3 separate regions of the Drosophila melanogaster genome follow, and regions 2 and 3 are each linked to region 1. The links are chromatin contacts, called in public Hi-C maps. All regions are on one chromosome and are shown on one strand. The core of a region is the stretch at or near the end of the contact, and the rest is flanking DNA. Distances in the headings are between cores, read along the strand shown. Region 1 holds the start of nej (nejire). Region 2 holds the start of Zdhhc8 (Zinc finger DHHC-type containing 8). Region 3 holds the start of Dna2 (DNA replication helicase/nuclease 2).

Evidence for each region. Hi-C and Micro-C count contacts between places; a contact is called where the count stands out from the background.
Region 2: a Hi-C map of the Kc167 cell line shows a contact between it and region 1, with 6 times the contacts expected there. The contact joins the promoter of Zdhhc8 here to the promoter of nej in region 1. A contact is called at or near these places in 7 of 107 Hi-C or Micro-C datasets (the Kc167 cell line, the ML-DmBG3-c2 cell line, the OSC cell line and 3 more).
Region 3: a Hi-C map of the Kc167 cell line shows a contact between it and region 1, with 4 times the contacts expected there. The contact joins the promoter of Dna2 here to the promoter of nej in region 1. A contact is called at or near these places in 3 of 107 Hi-C or Micro-C datasets (the Kc167 cell line, the OSC cell line and embryo) and 2 of 6 datasets of contacts at active chromatin or transcription factors (both in the Kc167 cell line).

The regions. Positions count from the first base shown.
Region 1 is chrX:9,685,764-9,688,355 of dm6, forward strand. It overlaps nej (nejire), which reads right to left and starts at 1,303. Exons shown (of 14, transcript NM_001201647.2): 1 at 1,216-1,303. It overlaps lncRNA:CR42657 (long non-coding RNA:CR42657), which reads left to right and starts at 2,426. Exons shown (of 3, transcript NR_123848.1): 1 at 2,426-2,592.
Region 2 is chrX:9,354,947-9,357,538 of dm6, forward strand. It overlaps Zdhhc8 (Zinc finger DHHC-type containing 8), which reads right to left and starts at 1,281. Exons shown (of 11, transcript NM_167189.6): 1 at 1,169-1,281; 2 at 1-232. BCL7-like reads left to right here and starts at 1,688. Exons shown (of 2, transcript NM_132334.4): 1 at 1,688-2,319. The coding sequence starts at 1,974.
Region 3 is chrX:10,009,207-10,011,798 of dm6, forward strand. It overlaps Dna2 (DNA replication helicase/nuclease 2), which reads left to right and starts at 1,275. Exons shown (of 3, transcript NM_167214.2): 1 at 1,275-1,910; 2 at 1,968-2,592. The coding sequence starts at 1,365. It overlaps CG33557, which reads left to right and starts at 4. Exons shown (of 3, transcript NM_001014730.2): 1 at 4-255; 2 at 365-495; 3 at 553-843. The coding sequence starts at 29. The coding sequence ends at 647.

The sequences.
Region 1 (2,592 bases), core at 53-2,552:
CGAAATCCATATAAATGCCTTTGCTAGCAGTCTGTTGGCCCCGTAACAGCTGTTAACCGCTGTCGGAACACTGTTTTGCTCTAGTCCCTCGCTCTCTGCGTCGGCGAGACCGCTCACGCCATGCGCTCCCAAAGAGCCGATACGCACACACGCGCACACATATGGCGCGCCAGATAACGAAGCAGCGAGTCCAGAGATGACCACATGATGACGGTGACACATTCGCCGATACTTTTATGCGGTCACTTGAAAATGTGCACAAAGAAGTTTTGTAAGAAACATCATTGGTTGGAGACCAACATCATTATGAAATGAATATTCTTTGCAGCGTTTTTGAGATCAAATAGGTATTCCAAAAAGATGTTTAATATGAATTAATAAATCAACATCTTGAATGAGTGCAGTTGTTTAGAATTTTTTGTTTAAAAAAGTATTTGTAGACATTAATTTTGAAAACGTTTGTCCATCGTAAAAATCTAGTTTAAAGTTCTTCAAAGGAAAAACGATATTTACAGAGGATCACGTAAGTAATCGAGTCATTGGATTTGCGCATCTCTGGTGGGTTCAGTGTTAGCGTGTTTTCCGTTCGCTCTTGCCGTGAGAGACAAAGAGAACGTGTGAGAGAGAGGCAAGCCGAAAAATCAGCCGCCGAAGGATACACTATCGTCGTCCTTGTCCGACGAACCGGTGGTCATGCAAACAACGCACAGAACAAATTAATTTTCAAATTGTTCAATAAATGTCCCACTTGCTTCTGTTGTTCCCCCCTTTCCGCTAGCGGAATTTTTTATATTCTTTTGGGGGCGCTCTTTCGTTGACTTTTCGAGCACTTTTTCGATTTTCGCGCGCTGTCGAACGGCAGCGTATTTATTTACAATTTTTTTTGTTAGCGGCCGCCGTTGTTTGTTGCAGATACACAGCGCACACATATAAGCTTGCACACTGATGCACACACACCGACACGTTGTCACCGAAATGAACGGGACGGCCATATGACTGGCTGGCGCTCGGTATGTGGGTGCAAGCGAGATACCGCGATCAAGACTCGAACGAGACGGGTCAGCGAGTGATACCGATTCTCTCTCTTTTGCGATTGGGAATAATGCCCGACTTTTTACACTACATGCGTTGGATCTGGTTATTTAATTATGCCATTTTTCTCAGTATATCGGCAATTGGTTGCATTAATTTTGCCGCAAAGTAAGGAACACAAACCGATAGTTAAGATCCAACGTCCCTGCTGCGCCTCGCGTGCACAATTTGCGCCAATTTCCCCCCTTTTCCAGTTTTTTTCAACCCAGCACCGCTCGTCTCTTCCTCTTCTTAACGTTAGCATTCGTACGAGGAACAGTGCTGTCATTGTGGCCGCTGTGTAGCTAAAAAGCGTAATTATTCATTATCTAGCTATCTTTTCGGATATTATTGTCATTTGCCTTTAATCTTGTGTATTTATATGGATGAAACGTGCTATAATAACAATGCAGAATGAAGAACTGAAGAGTTTCAAAACCTAAAAATAATTGGAATATAAAGTTTGGTTTTACAATTTGATAAAACTCTATTGTAAGTGGAGCGTAACATAGGGTAGAAAACAGTGCAAATCAAAGTACCTAAATGGAATACAAATTTTAGTTGTACAATTGAGTAAAATGAGCAAAGCGCCTATTTTGGATAATATTTGCTGTTTACAAGGGGAACATATTCATAATTTTCAGGTTTAGGTTACGCATATGTAGGCGTAAAGAAATAGCTATATTTGTAGAAGTGCATATGCACTTTATAAAAAATTATCCTACATTAACGTATTTTATTTGCTTTAAAACCTATCTGAGATATTCCAATAAGGTAAGTGCAGTAATACAATGTAAATAATTGCAAATAATGTTGTAACTAAATACGTAAACAATAATGTAGAAGTCCGGCTGAAAGCCCCAGCAGCTATAGCCGATATCTATATGATTTAAACTCTTGTCTGCAACGTTCTAATAAATAAATAAAATGCAAAATATAACCTATTGAGACAATACATTTATTTTATTTTTTTATATCATCAATCATCTACTGATTTCTTTCGGTGTATCGCCTAATCCATCTGTGAAATAGAAATGGCGCCACCTAGGTTAAGAAAAGATAAACAGTTGCCTTTAGTTGCATGACTTCCCGCTGGATGGTGTTCAAAAAGCTATTACATAAGGGTGGGTGTCATGGCTATTTGCTCTTTGGGTTATTGTATTCGCTGTTTAAAACTGCGCACACAAATAATATTTTAGATTTAATGTAAGACAATTTGTATCAATAAAAAAAAAACAAAGTGAGCTTCGGTATTTCGATTTAAATTTGTTTAACAAAGTAGGCATTGAACATAATTTCAATCACAAGACAACCGACCCACAAGCAAAACCCTCATTTCTACTTTGACTCCCAAAGAAAACACACAACGTAAAAATTATCGAATAACAAATACGTTTTGGAAAATTTAGAATAAAACATGAAAGTACGAAAGTCAAACCAGGAAAAGCCAAAAAAAAACAAAATAAGAAAAACAATACATAGATCATTTAAAGCTAAAAATAGGCTAGCTAATAAAGTGCC
Region 2 (2,592 bases), core at 31-2,530, 330 kb before region 1:
GGTAGGAGGGTCGGGTGGCGGGGTCGGGCGAGGGGCAGAGAGAGAGGGGGCGGGAAACAAGCGAGACGGCGAGACGAAGCGGCGACGCGTGAAACGGGATCGACGACGTCGACGGCGGCAGAGACAGCGACGCCGGCAGCGCGGCTTTCAGATTCGCGGGAAACGGAAAATCGGGAAAACTCGGGGAAAATTCAGCTTCGACTTTTCAAAGTTCTGGCTTTTGAAGCGGCTGCTGTTTTGGGGAAATTGCAGAAATAAATTTATAAATGAAACTGATTAGGTACACTCAAGAAAAATATTTCACTTAACTTTCACTTGAAAAAAAAATCACAATTTCAAATGACACATTACACTCGCATTTCATACATTCGCTATCAATTCGTATTATATTTACTGCTGAGTCCCAAGAATCTCACTTAAAAAAATGAATACTTATGATTGAATAAAATAAAATGTTTAGTGCTAATTAGCATATTGCTGCACATTTAAGTAAAATGTTTAACTTATCAAATGACAACATAGAATGAAATAAAATATCACACTAACATAGATTCCTCTAACTTAAATTCCGAAATGTTGAACTAATTTATATCGCTCGTTCCCCTTGTTTACTTTTGTTTAAATTCCTGCCATTTGAGTTGTTTACTTTATTTTAAATTTCTATAATTTATTCCAATTTGTTTGCGTTTCTCTCTCTCTCTCTTTTTCTCTTTCGGGCGAGGAGCGATTCTAGCCTTGCGTTTGCATTGGTGTTAGTATCGGTGTTAGCTTACGCACACATTTCTAATATCAATTATCCAGGGGGAAAATTTAAGAAAAAAATAAGATCGCTGGCTTTCTCCTGATTTTCGTACAACTATTTTCAATTTCGTGTGCGTTTGTCGTTTTGCCTTTTTCGTCTTTCCCCACTTTTCTTCGTTCTCTTTTCCACCGCTGCTTCTTCTTCTTCTCTTCCTCGTCCTCCTATCACCCTCTTGCTCGTTCGCCTGGCTCTTCACATATACCAGCAGACACACACATTCACGCACGCACACACATACATTCGCACACGCACGTTGTTGCTGCAACGTTTTTTTTGTTTTTTATTTCGGCGTCGCCTGCATTTTCATCTTAATTATCGCTCTCGCTCGCACGCACTGCGAGTTTCAATTCGCGTAAATAACTTCACTTTTCCCGGCTTTGTGCGACTTTTCATTCCATTCTAATGGGCGGCGAACGTTCGGTTCGCATTACGAAAAAATAAATAAAAAATAAGCGGAGCGTACGCATAATTTCGTCGGTCGGTGGAAAAACATCGAAAAACCATCGAGCCATCGAAGTGACATCGTAGCATTGTGATATCGATATGTTGTCGATGATAAAGAATCGACAAATCGATACTCATCGCGCATCGATATTTCGCCCATCACTCTCACGATGGTACACGAAAATATACTAGATTATACCATTTGGCAACATTGGCGTTGCCAGATAATAGAAACCGTTGGACTAACAGTTCAAAATTATTATTTAAAAATTTAACGGTTGTAGCTGTTCAAAAACAAACGGCTAATAATTTAGCTCAGCTCAAAAATTAAGCACTTGAGTTACAAATCATACACGAATTAATAAGCTATCACACTTTAGCACGGACCTTTAGCCAATGGTCACACTGCAGCCCGTGAAAACAACGGGCAATCATTCGATAACATCAGTTGAAAATCACGCTTGCTATCGATTACTTATTTTTGTTGTATTAAAAAATATTTTTGCGAATTGCCAAAAAAACTGAACTATCCACTGGTTAACTGGTCGAGACCAGCCAAAATCACGAGACACGATCCCACTTAAAAGCCAGACGGGGAGAGTTCAGTTGTGAAGCAGCCAGAAGTAGCGAAAACACTTAGCGGCTTTTCGTGTGACGCCGACTTTGGCTAAGGAGGAAAAGCGATTAAAGCAGGAAGAGCCAGACCAGGCGCCATCGACCCACAGACATGTCGCGCAGCGTGCGGGCGGAGACGCGCAGCCGGGCGAAGGATGACATCAAGCGGGTGATGCAGGCGGTGGACAAGGTGCGCCACTGGGAGAAGAAGTGGGTGACCATCAGCGACACCACCATGAAAATCTACAAATGGGTGCCCATCGCCTCCGCCAGTGAGAAGAAGGCCAAGCTGGAGTCCTCGCCGGGATCGGCTGCTGTCCGGAGACCGCCCCCCGGCTCGGGCGTTACGCCGGTCGGCGGCAGCAAGAGCGATAAGGAGAACTCTCAGAAGGGCACGCCCACGCCGCCGCAGATCACGCCCAGCTACCAGGGACTAACCGCCGAGGACTCTAACACCTGTAAGGATGGCTATGTGCTGGTTCTCTTTAAATAAGTAGTTGGGTTCTATGTCTGCAAGCACTGCGTTAGGAGCCAAAACAAAAAAACAGGATGCAGTATATGGATTTTAGGACCTTTACGAGGTGCCATTAGTCTCATAAGCTTGCGGAGCTGCTATAAAAATTGCTGTCTTTGCATTAGCGATATTGTTTACATTTGGTTTTTGGCTTCAAAGCGTATTTCCTATTCAGCACAATTTATCACTCCAAAGCACATGTTTACTCTGTCTTATT
Region 3 (2,592 bases), core at 25-2,524, 320 kb after region 1:
GTTGCTCGCCAATCGCCGCTGCTAACGGATGGCGGTCTCATCGTCCTCGTCGTCGTTTTCCAACTACTTGATGGCGGTATTTGCCCAGGATAGCAATAGTAGTGGCAGTGCCAGCGGAAGTGGAGCAGCCGCCGACTCGGAGGACTCCCAGATTGGCCAGGAGGCCAATCCAGGTGGCCAGGAGAATCAGGGAAATCACAGGAGGCGACCGCCGCGCCAGAAGATCAATGCTAGAGAGCGCTATCGGACATTTAAGTGAGTAAAAAGTATATAAATGTTAATAAGCAAAACATAGCCCTAGTTGAAAGTGTATTTATTAACAATTAACCATTTAATATTTTCTTTTTTTCCTAAACAAAATCAGTGTTAATTCGGCCTACGAGGCATTAAGAAATTTAATACCCACGGAGCCCATGAATCGCAAGCTTTCAAAGATCGAGATCATCCGCCTGGCCAGCAGCTATATAACGCACCTAAGTAGCACCCTAGAAACAGGTTTGCTTAAAAAACGTTATTCATATAAAAGTATACTAATTTGTTTAAATTTTTAAGGCACTGAATGCCAGCCATGTTTGCTGCACAAATACGAGAGCGAAGGAATAACTAGACGTATCAGTATCTGCACCTTTTGCCTGAAAACCAAATGAAATTAATTATTTATTGGATATTTCTAAGAATATTTATATAATTCGTCGTATCTGTTGCATTTAGGAAATCGAATTGGGCGCCCAATTGAAGCGCCACCTATGGTAATTTTCTGGAACGAACTTCCACCGAATGTGAACTGCTTGCCACAACACAACTGCTTTACTAAGCTGTTGTAGTTCTTCAACATTTCGATCTCTTGTGTAGGATAAAAATAAATTAAAATTAAATTAAATTAACTATAATATTGAAATCTATTTAAAAATTGGTGGTGATAAGAATTCAAAATCAACACGAGCAATTTAATATATGTCGCTAAATTGTCGCCATCTGTGCGGATGTTTTCCACAACTGCGCCACCTGTACTTCGTTAAGATGACTAAAATTAGTAGCTAGATCTGAAGTATCAAATATATACATATAAAAAGAAAACAAAAAGTAAGCAGAAGGCAGCTTAAGCAATTTTATATATTAAATAATTGTTTGATACACATTACTTCATTTTCTAACAACTGTTAGTGATAGAAGGAGATTTTAGTTTAAAACACGCGGTAATTTTTAAATAGCTACAAGCTAGCTAAATAGCAACGAGGCGCCGGTGTGTTCATAAGTATTTTACCACACGCAGAAAACAGTCACTCTGTTCCCGCCAAATCATTTGTACGCATAACTGAAATAAAGTAAATAATTTGATTTAACAATAACAAATAGCCCCTTCGATGGCCACCAAACGCGTGCTGACGCCTAATATTTTGGAGAATGATAACACTGACGTGACGTCATCCAATCCACAAAAGAAATTCAAAGAGCAACTGGATTTTTCGTCAGACGAAGTGGAGAACATTGATTGGGGTGACAATGATGACTTCGATTTGGCGCTGATTGCAGCTATGGATTCTATATCCAATCATCGATTGGAGCTCACCAAGTGGCAGCGTTGCGAAGTGGTGCGGCTGGAGCAGCTCCCCAATAGAAAAGGCCTTAAAGTGCATGTTAAGAGGATTTCTGGCGGGGATCCGGAGACAGCTGATTGCCAACTGCTACCGCCGTGGAATTGCATGCCAATGCAAGTTGGAGACACTGTCTCCCTGTTGGGCAAGTGGGATCCGTCTGCAGGATGCTATGTGGTCGATAAGGAGCAGGGCTACTGCGTGTCCCATCCGGATTTCCTCATTTCCGGCACCACAGTCACCGGTTCCCTGTTTTGCAAACGGAAATCTGTTCTGCAGGAACGATTTCGCGGTCTGGACTCGGGAAACTCTGTTGTGAGTACATCTCGATATCAGCATAACCCAATTTATCCAGAATGTATTCCATTTCAGATGGTCATTGGCACTCTGGTGCACGAATTGCTGCAAAAGGTTCTACGCCAGAAGCTCTTCGATAAAAAACACATTCAATCTGCCCTCCAGGAGATGCTGGCCAGCTCTTCTTTGGCTCATTTACTCTATGCCAGCAATCTCATCCAGGTGGAAATGGAGGATCATCTGATGAAATTCATTGATCCCATTGTCAGTTTTGTGGCCCAATATGTGAAGGGTGAACCGCCAAGTGTTTTGCTGCCCGAAGTCTATAGAGGTCAAATCCACGAGATATGCGATATAGAGGAGAACCTCTGGGTTCCACAACTGGGACTCAAGGGTAAGGTGGATGTCTCCGTAAAGGTAAAAAATCAACGGCAGAGGGAGGAGATCATACCACTGGAACTGAAGACCGGCCGAGCCAGCTTCTCCATGGAACACAAGGGCCAATTGCTGCTCTACCAACTGATGCACTCTGCCCAGGGCAGGGATACTCAATCGGGATTGCTTCTGTACCTCAAAGAGGGACTCCTACGAGAAGTTGCTAGCGGGAGAAACGAACAGAGGGATCTCCTTATGTTAAGAAATGATCTGGCCTACTGGCTAACACGTGAAGTAGCCATTCCGGCTAGCAAGGAGGATCCAC